Linked DNA regions of Sus scrofa: all the other regions are linked to region 1. Evidence: chromatin contacts called from public Hi-C data. All regions are on one chromosome and are shown on one strand. Each heading gives the region's core, a stretch centred on a gene start, on an enhancer-like site or on the middle of the called end of the contact. The rest is flanking DNA. Distances are from core to core; before and after follow the strand shown.

Region 1 (2,905 bases), core at 133-2,632:
CAGCTCCACTTGGACCCTTAGCCTGGGAACTTCTATATATCACATGTGTGGCCAGAAAAAAAAAAAAAAAAAAAAAAAAAAGACAAGAAAGGAAGAAAAGAAAGAAAAAGAAAAGAGAAAAGAAAAAAACCCTGGAAATATCTCTTTTCTCTGAAATTAAGAGGCAGTAGTTTCATTCACATCTAGTTTGAAAGAAAACTGATGGCCTCAAAAAATATTTCGGATTCAAAAAAATGTGCAGTCAGAGGAAATATTAAGAGGCTGCTATCGGGCAAATATCTTGATATTTCTTATAGAAAAGTAGAGAAGAAGCCTAAGACATTTAAACCTGCTGTGCACTTGGCACCACATTCTACAGAAAACACACTCTTGACAAATGCTACCTTGGTTGGATCTCAGAGCCCTTCATGAGGCAGGCAGAGTTTGGGATCTTGTCCTTTCATAACAGTTAGTCATTAAGAGATTTGCTCAAGGTCAGTCCAGAATTTAAATAATCTGACAAAATTTAGTCTTGGGTCCATGCTACCCCCTGAAACTAAGAAAGTGTGGTAAATTTCAATCATGAAAGAAAGGTGGTAACATAAGCTGTTCTTTACTTCTTGTTTGATCTCTCTCCTTTTCATTCATTGTACAGATCTTCCTTAAAAAAAATTCAGTCACCAAAATAACTTATGTTGAAGGAACTGGTCACAAATCTATGAAAATGTTTAAATGCAGTTTATTGCCAGAAGAAATAAACACGACAGCTTATTTGAAGTACAAATAAGTGTGATTTAATTTTAACATTTGTAAATATGTGTTACCAAAAACTGTTTCATTGTGCAGTCCACTTTCAGTAAAGAGCTCAATTACATGACCAACAACAAATGGGTAATCCTATTCATATCAAGTGAACAATAGAGTGCTTGTTATTTAGAAGGTATTGTGACCGAGCTCCAGGCTTTTGTAACCAGTGGTTTACTTAAGTCTCTCCTCTCTATGTGTTAATATTATACATTATATATACTATGTATACATATTATGTATTTAGTATTCTACTCAGCTATTCCATTCAACCTCCATTGAAGACTGTGTGACTTTATTACAGAAATAGAGTTCACAGTAAAGACGACTTGCATACAAAAGTCCTATATTTTTATTTTACAATGCTATTTTCTTTCAGCAAAATTAAAAAGCTGGCGCTGCCAAGATCGCCTGCGTTTTGGAACAGGATGGAAACTAGCCTCCTTTTCAGATCCCTGGCGTCCTGGTGATTTGATTAAGAACACAAGTACCCAGCAAGCAAGAAGCACCTTGAGAGCTGCCCGGGGGACATTTCAGAGGAAAGCCCCAGGGAAAAGGAGAGGTCTGACAAGAGCAGCCCGCAGGCTACATCGTGCTGATGCCGCTCCCTTTTACAGGTGAACTTTCACAGAAAAGCAGTTTTAAGTTCACAGAAGGGGTTCGGATGACCTTCAGAAGCTGGGCGTCCAGCGTTTCCACTTTGGCCTCGCGTTTTAACATAGTGTGGCGAGAGCCGACCTCCCCCGACAGACCTGCACTCGGAGGCACAGCGGCTCGCTCCAGCCGCCGGGTCGCGTCCGGGTGCGGAGCTCAGAGCGCCCGGGTCGCGGGCATCGGGGCGGGTGTGTTGCCGGAGTAGCCTCGGATTGGCTGCCCTAGGGCCGCCCTACCCGGGCACCGGATTGGGCGGAGCTGGGCCCTGCTGGCCGAGCTCATTGGAGGGAGCGGCAGGGGCGGGGCGGGCTGGGTGCCGACCGGGCGCGCGGGCGGCGGAGCGGGCGCCGGGCCGACCCGGCCTGCGGGCGGCGCGAGGTCCTGAAGCCGAGGCGCGCCGGTTGGGGCTACCGTGTCCCGGGCAGTCTCTGCGTCCGCAGAACGGCCACTCCGAGACAGCTTCCGCCAGCGCCCTCCTCTGCATCCTGCGCCGGCCGCTCCGCCGGCGGGGCCGCGCACGGGCGCCGCGGGCCGGCCAGCTGTCGGGGGCGGCGGGCGGCGCGGGACACAAAGAGCGCGCGAGGGCGGCAGACGCGGGACGGCGCCTTCGGCCGCGCCCGCCGGCCGCTCCAAGGCCGCGGAGACCATACGGCCCCGGCCCGCTCGCGCACCTCCCGGCCGGAGGGCCGTCGGCCGCCGAGCGGGCACCGGGAGCCGGGAAAAGTTGGCGGCGCGTCCGCCGCGGGGAGGCCCGGGGCCGCGGTGAGTTGCAAGCGGCGTGGGGAGCGTGCTGGCGCACGCAAGTCCGTGGGAACTGGGGGTGGGGGCGGGGGTTCGTAGCCGCCCTGCGAGGGTTGGAGCTCGGGCCCCGCGTCCTCCCGCCCCTGGAGCGCGCCTGCCTGGGGACTTTCCCGGGCCTCTGCGGCGCGCGCACTCAGGGGCGCTGGCCAGGGTACGCTTTCGAGCGCCCGCGCCCACCCTCCAGCCTGTCAGAAGTAACTTGCGGGTCACGTTCTTGGACATAAGCATTCGAAGGTTGCTTTTGGTGAAAAATCAACTGTCCATCACTCTTTTTTAAAGTGCTTCCCAGGACCGTCCGCTTTACCGCCCCATTCGAAGTTGTAGGGACCAGGCCCGGGACAGAGAACCAAGCCAGAGGGTGAAGTGGCAGGTGTCCCCAGCAATTCCTTCATGTTTTGGATGCGGTTTGGGGTGGAGAGAACGGGGCTTTGCTTATACATAAGATGGAGTAAACAGGGCAGCTGTTTTTTGTTGTTGTGTTTCTGTGTTGCTTCCTTCCACTGAAAACTTTTGTCTGGGGGCAGTGGGAAAGAGATTTAGGACCAAAGTAAATCTTAAACGAATGTAAATCTTCCTTACAGGAACGGTGACACAATGCAAGTACATCTTGATCTAATTTTAATGAAGGATTGAAAATAGCTGCTGTGTTCAGTATCACTGACGCCAA
Region 2 (2,700 bases), core at 169-2,668, 66 kb before region 1:
TAATTGCATGCATGACTCACAAACCCTTTCTACTGTGCAGAGTAGTGGAGTTAAGGCCTGGGCTCTGAAGTGAACCTGCCTGGATTTAAACCAGATGATTGACGCCCCACCCATATGACCCTGGGCAAGTTATATGTGCAATCTATGCTTTGAGTTGTCCAGTACATGAATTGTGAGTGATCAAATATCCCCTATCTTATAGGGCTGCATGAAGATTAAGTGACCAGAGCCTGGTGCAAGGCAAGAGCTTAGTAAGGCTGGAGTTTGTTATTCTTACTTCGGAATATAGAAGAGAGAGAGATAGTCTTCTGCATGAAGAAGCTCTTAAAAGAAATGGAAGCAGTTCCTTCTGCGGTGCAGTGGGCTACGTATCTGGTGTTGTCTCTGGACGGTGCAGGTTCCATCCCTGGGCTGGCACAGTAGGTTATGGATTTGGCATTGCCGCAGTTGCAGCATAGGTTGCAGCTGCAGCTCAGATTCAGTCCCTGGCCTGGGAACTTCAAGATCCTGCAAGTGTGGTGCCAAAAAAAAAAAAAAAAAAAAAGGAAAAAATAGTTTAAAATCAGGAATCTGGTGAAGTGCTGCTTCCCCTCTCCCCCTTCCCCATCCTCCTATAGCCAATTTATTGTATTGAGAAGAAATCAAACCATCCTTCTAAAATGGTATATGTTGAGGATTTTCAGATTACCTAATTAGGTATGTTTTACCCTCCATAGCTGGGCCCAGTTTTCTGAGGAGCCCAAAGCAACTACACAAAAGTATAGATGTTTCCTTTCTGTGGGCATATGTTACACACACACACACACATTTATTTATGTGGATCTGACTTTGAAAAAATTAAGAGCATGAAACTGTTGCCCCTGAAATCATAGGACTCAGCCTGAATATAGCAACAATAGTTATTTCTGTTAAGCTTTTGTTGTGTATTAAGCATTACCTCTAAGGACTTTACATGTTTTCTTATTTAATTACACCACAGTTTATTGAAGTGGGTATTATTATTTTCTCCATCTCCTGGTGAAAATGTATCTCAAAAAGGTTAACTTATTTGCCCAAAGTCCATGGTTAGTGGCAGGCAAGAATTCATTCTCACCCAGGTCTACCTGTGGGCATGTCACTGGGGATCTTTTTACTTCTGAGACAACAGTCAATGGGTCTGCATAGCACAGATCGCAGTCCTGTGGAGATGAAGTGCTCTTATTGTATAACAAGGATGTCCCATTAGTGAAGAAGAGCTACTAGGATCACCACATTTGTTTCTACCTGAGCATGACTTCAGGAATTATTTTCAGAATTTCCTGTTGTCTATTCAGTGAGATATTTTTGAGGGAAAGTCCATATTTCACTGATCTCTGCTGTCACACCACATAGTCCAACGCCGAGCACCTAGTTAGTACCTATGTAATGATTGCTGAATGAATAAATGTATGATGACGTGTGCCACTGGCCTTTCTCTGCCAGGGCTTGTCCTCTGAACCACAGAACACAAAAATGTTCTCAGTGACTATTTACTCAACTCTCCCGAGTGTGTACATAACAAATACCAGTCTAAATCCACAGAAGAGAAGCTGATTCATTGCATACAATGGATGTTTGGGACATTAGGGTTTAATTCCCTCTTGGAGCCCTACGGAGAACCATGTTCAGATTAACCCATAGTATTTGAGAACCACCTTGACTTTAGTCAAGGGTGACAAACCACAGCCTGGGACAAATGCAACTCACAGCTTGTTTTTAGAGGCCTCTGGGCTAAGAATGCTGTCACATTTTTTGATTGTTTATTTTTTTTAAAAAAAGGAATATGCCACAGACCATAAGTGGCTGCAATGCCCCCAATACTTACTCCCTGACCCTTGGCAGAAAAATTTGTCCTCTGCTTTAGGTCAAGGTGGCTCTACTTTCAAGTAGAGTAGAATTAATTTACCTGGTAAAATTTAGGAAGACCTCTGTGATCTGTGGGCCCCCAGTTCTTCCCTACCAATCTATCTTCAGACACAATAAAATTCTTACCTGTTTTCTTTTGTTCAAGAGCACCAAACAGGCTCTCCAGCTTCATCCTTGTAAAAATTCACATGCCCCCCCAGCAGGATGGCCTAGAGGGTGATGCTTTGGGCTTTGAGTGACATGAGTTCCAACCTCAGCTCTTACCAGGTGTGGCTCATTGAGTGAAGAATGACAATTATTTCCTCATTTACCAGCTACAGCAGACCCCATCAATAACACTTCTCAGAATACAGCATGTGTATTGGTCATCTTCCTCTATGCAACAACTGACCCCAAAACATAGTGGTTAAAAGAAAAGGAAAGGCAACAAGACTTACTATCTCGTAATTTTGTGGTTCAGGAATCCAGGCATGGCTTAGCTGAGTTCTCCAGCCCAGGGCCTCTCACATTGCATACCAAAGTGTCTGTTGAATCTGCAGTCTCTCAAGATGTCTGTGAGTCTGCAGTTCACCTGAGCTAAGAGCTGACTCCAAGCTCACTCACCGGTTGTTGGCAGGATTCAGGTCCTTGACAACTATGGATTAGCAGGCTGCTATCAGTTCCCATCATGGGGCCTTTCCATGGAGCAGCTCACAGTATGGCAGCTGGTTTCATCCAGCTGAACCAGAAGGAACAGGAAAATGCCAGCAGGAGAGAAGCCACAGTCATTTGTAAACTAATTCCTGAAAGGACATGGCATCCCCTTTGTGGTAGTCT
Region 3 (2,873 bases), core at 16-2,515, 120 kb after region 1:
CTGTTTCCTCCTGACCTAAACAGAGATGATCATCAAGATGTACGAGGCAGTCTTCCTGTAAAATAGGACTCATCTTCTCTACCCAAGAGCCCTGTGTTTGCATTAGACTTTGGGCTCCAATTTTTCCCACTCTCAGCCCCCTAAAGCTGATAACGAAGAGGGCCTGATGCAGAACCACCAGCCTGGAAGAGCTGCGAGGCACATTTCTTCATAGGCTTGGCTATGCAGTTTTTCCTTTTAAAATTTTCGGAATTATTTTCGGTCCATCAGAGGTTAAAAGGGATGTTTATTTCCTTACTAACCTCCCATCCGAATTGTAGTGGGGCAAATGACTTAAAGCACAGCTGGATCAACAAGTCTTCTGGGTGAAATAAGATTGTTGAAGCGTGCCCTGAACTCCAGGTTGGAAGGCCTTACTTGGAATAGAAACTGTGGTGTTTTAACGTCGGATGGGGACCTTCTACGAGAATCTCACGGCTGAAGAACTTGCTGTAGGGGAGAGGGCTTACTGCTCCATCGCAATCTCACCTCATTCTGGCTGATTTTTACCACTAACACGCACTGGACCGATTTTCACACTCCTCTGTGTCGAGGCAGGTTCCTCCCACCCCACCTTCCATCCCCTGGCTGGGCTACGGAGGCAGAGAAGACACCACTTCAAGTTGTGCTCTGCCCGCAGGGACTTCCTCGTCGCGCCCGGGTTCAGGCCCCAGGCCAGCTAACGGGAGGAGCGGGCGACCCCACGCAGGCCCTGAGCACGGGGCTTACCCGGTCTGTGCCCCTCCACGGAAACGTCCCTCCACCCCCACCCAGCCCCCCGCCCCGAGGCCCAAGGCCCCAGCGACCGCGTACCTGCTCGGCGCCCTCTGCCTCTGCGTCCCCGTCTGGCGCGGGGCTGGCGCGGGGCCGGCCGCCGGCTCGCTCTGGGGTTTCCGGGGGCTCCGCGGATTCCGGAGCTTGCACGGGCTCCCGCCCCGGGCCCTCGCTACCGCCTGGCCCCGGCTCCTCCGGCTCGGGCTCGGGCTCAGGCTCGGGCTCCGAGTCGGTCTGCCAGGTAGAGTCGCAGTCCTCCACAGTGGTGGGCTCGCGCGCGCTGACCCCGCCGAACAGGTTGCCCATCGGAGAGGCGGGCGGGGGCCCCGAGCTGCGGCTACGGGTGTGGGCAGCGGCGCTAGGGCCCGGGCACTGCCGCGGCCAGGGCGCTGGGCGGCACCTCGGCGCCCGGCCCGCACAGCCTGCGCGCGGCGAGCGGCGGCGGGCGCAGGGCGGGGAGGAGCCCACGGCCCCGGGGCCGCCGCCCGCGCCCGAGCCCGCCCATCGCTCCCCGCCTCCCCGGCCCCCGCGCGCGCCGAGCTCGCCTCTTGGTCCCCCGGAAGGCCCGCCCCCCGCTGCCTCTAATGTCCCCGAAGCGGATCAAGGTTTGCCGCCCCAGCCCGGGCACCTCCCCGCCCCTCGAGCCTCCTGATCCCGCCCAGCTCCGGGACGTTAGGGGGGAGGTGTCACCGTCTGCGGATGAGTCTGGTCCCCACTCCGCCCCCTAACCTGGCTAGTCCAAGAGAAAGAGGAACTGGCCGCAGCAGAGGAAAGAAGCTGCTCACCAGCACCAGGCACCACATCAACAGAAAATCCCAGCTCCCGCTACTGCAGCTGGGGCAGCCACCTGCAGTCCCCGTGGAGCAGAGAGTCAAACTTGGCTACTCCCTCAACTGAAGAGCAAAAGCAGCAAAAACAACCAGACTTTCACATTCATCTGTGGATGCTTTCACTAACACCCACTCTAAATCTGTGCTCAGAGTAGAATAACAACTCAGAGTCCTTGGCCCCTTGGTCTGTTCTCTAAATCAAAGGAGAAGAGATAAAACGGCAAGCTCGAACAAGTGACTGCTGTAAACTTTGTATCATGACCTTACCTTGTGATTCTAGGAAGCCACATCTGCTGAATGTGTACTAAGAAAACAGTTTCCATATAAGATCAAATCGCTGTACTGGAAATAAATAGTTTCTTTGTAAATGTTTCGTCGTGGATTAGAAGACCACATCAAGGATGATGGACTGTTTCTAGGGAAAGAGTTGGAAACAGGATCCCCCTTCCACACTTAAGTCAAGATTGCCTCTCTTTAAGCACTGTGACTGTGGCTCCCTCCCTAATGAGTTTCTGACCTTAGACAAATCACCAAGCTACTTTAAACCTAAATTTCCTTATTTATAAAATAGGGCCAGATTTTCTCTTTAGGGTCCCTTGAAGTTCTGACTTTCTATGATCCATGAATGATCTAAAGCTAATAAGTAATAAACACATAAATAGATGAGACACACAAAAAGACTTGACATAAGTGCTTAGTGAAGAAAAACTGGGGCTGCAGTAGAACACACCAATCCAACTGGTGGTATCCGGGATTTGGATTCATCTTCTACCCTCAGAGGACCAGAACACATTGCAGAAATAAATGCTGTCCATCTAGCCATAGGCTTTCCAGAAAAGAGAGTCTAGTGGTAGTTGCTATGCCCAGGTGCTCCAGCACTTGGTCCATATGTAGATTAAAACTGTTCTGGTTTTAATCAGAACAGTTCTTTGCTCTCCTCCCAATGAGAGTCAGAGTCTAATTCCCCATTATTTGAATCAGGGCTGACCTTAGAGGCTTGCTTTGGGAAATAAAACATGGAAGATTTTCAAGAATAAAACATCTGAAACTTTCAAGGTTAAGCTATCAGGAACTTTGCATTTTCCCCTGAGGCCGCTCCTCTCGTGTAGCCCTGAGCCCCTGTATAGGAAGTTCCACTACCTTGACATCCCCATGTGGGAAAGGCCACTCTGTACGTCTTTTGGCCACCAGTTCCAGCTTGGCCTTGCTGAATCCTGATGGTTTTTATTG

Evidence for each region. Hi-C and Micro-C count contacts between places; a contact is called where the count stands out from the background.
Region 2: a Hi-C map of liver shows a contact between it and region 1, with 6 times the contacts expected there. The contact joins the enhancer-like site here to the promoter of LOC102157778 in region 1. A contact is called at or near these places in 2 of 5 promoter capture datasets (fetal liver and liver), 8 of 47 Hi-C or Micro-C datasets (alveolar macrophages, embryonic fibroblasts, heart right ventricle and 2 more) and 2 of 2 datasets of contacts at active chromatin or transcription factors (alveolar macrophages and skeletal muscle).
Region 3: a Hi-C map of liver shows a contact between it and region 1, with 5 times the contacts expected there. The contact joins the promoter of OGFRL1 here to the promoter of LOC102157778 in region 1. A contact is called at or near these places in 1 of 5 promoter capture datasets (liver), 4 of 47 Hi-C or Micro-C datasets (heart right ventricle, liver and skeletal muscle) and 2 of 2 datasets of contacts at active chromatin or transcription factors (alveolar macrophages and skeletal muscle).

The regions. Positions count from the first base shown.
Region 1 is chr1:51,427,513-51,430,417 of Sscrofa11.1, reverse strand. LOC102157778 (collagen alpha-1(I) chain-like) reads left to right here and starts at 1,382. Exons shown (of 6, transcript XM_021084513.1): 1 at 1,382-1,606; 2 at 1,663-2,199. The coding sequence starts at 1,382.
Region 2 is chr1:51,493,794-51,496,493 of Sscrofa11.1, reverse strand. No RefSeq gene overlaps it. Among named protein-coding and RNA genes, the nearest start is that of MIR30A, 82 kb to the right of the region's middle. Within about 2 kb of position 1,418, at least 15 of the 83 cell types and tissues checked have an H3K27ac peak or open chromatin away from gene starts, as enhancers often do. A contact at or near this core is called in alveolar macrophages, fetal liver and liver, where this site is marked.
Region 3 is chr1:51,311,380-51,314,252 of Sscrofa11.1, reverse strand. OGFRL1 (opioid growth factor receptor-like protein 1) reads right to left here and starts at 1,265. Exons shown (of 7, transcript XM_003121264.5): 1 at 853-1,265. The coding sequence starts at 1,119.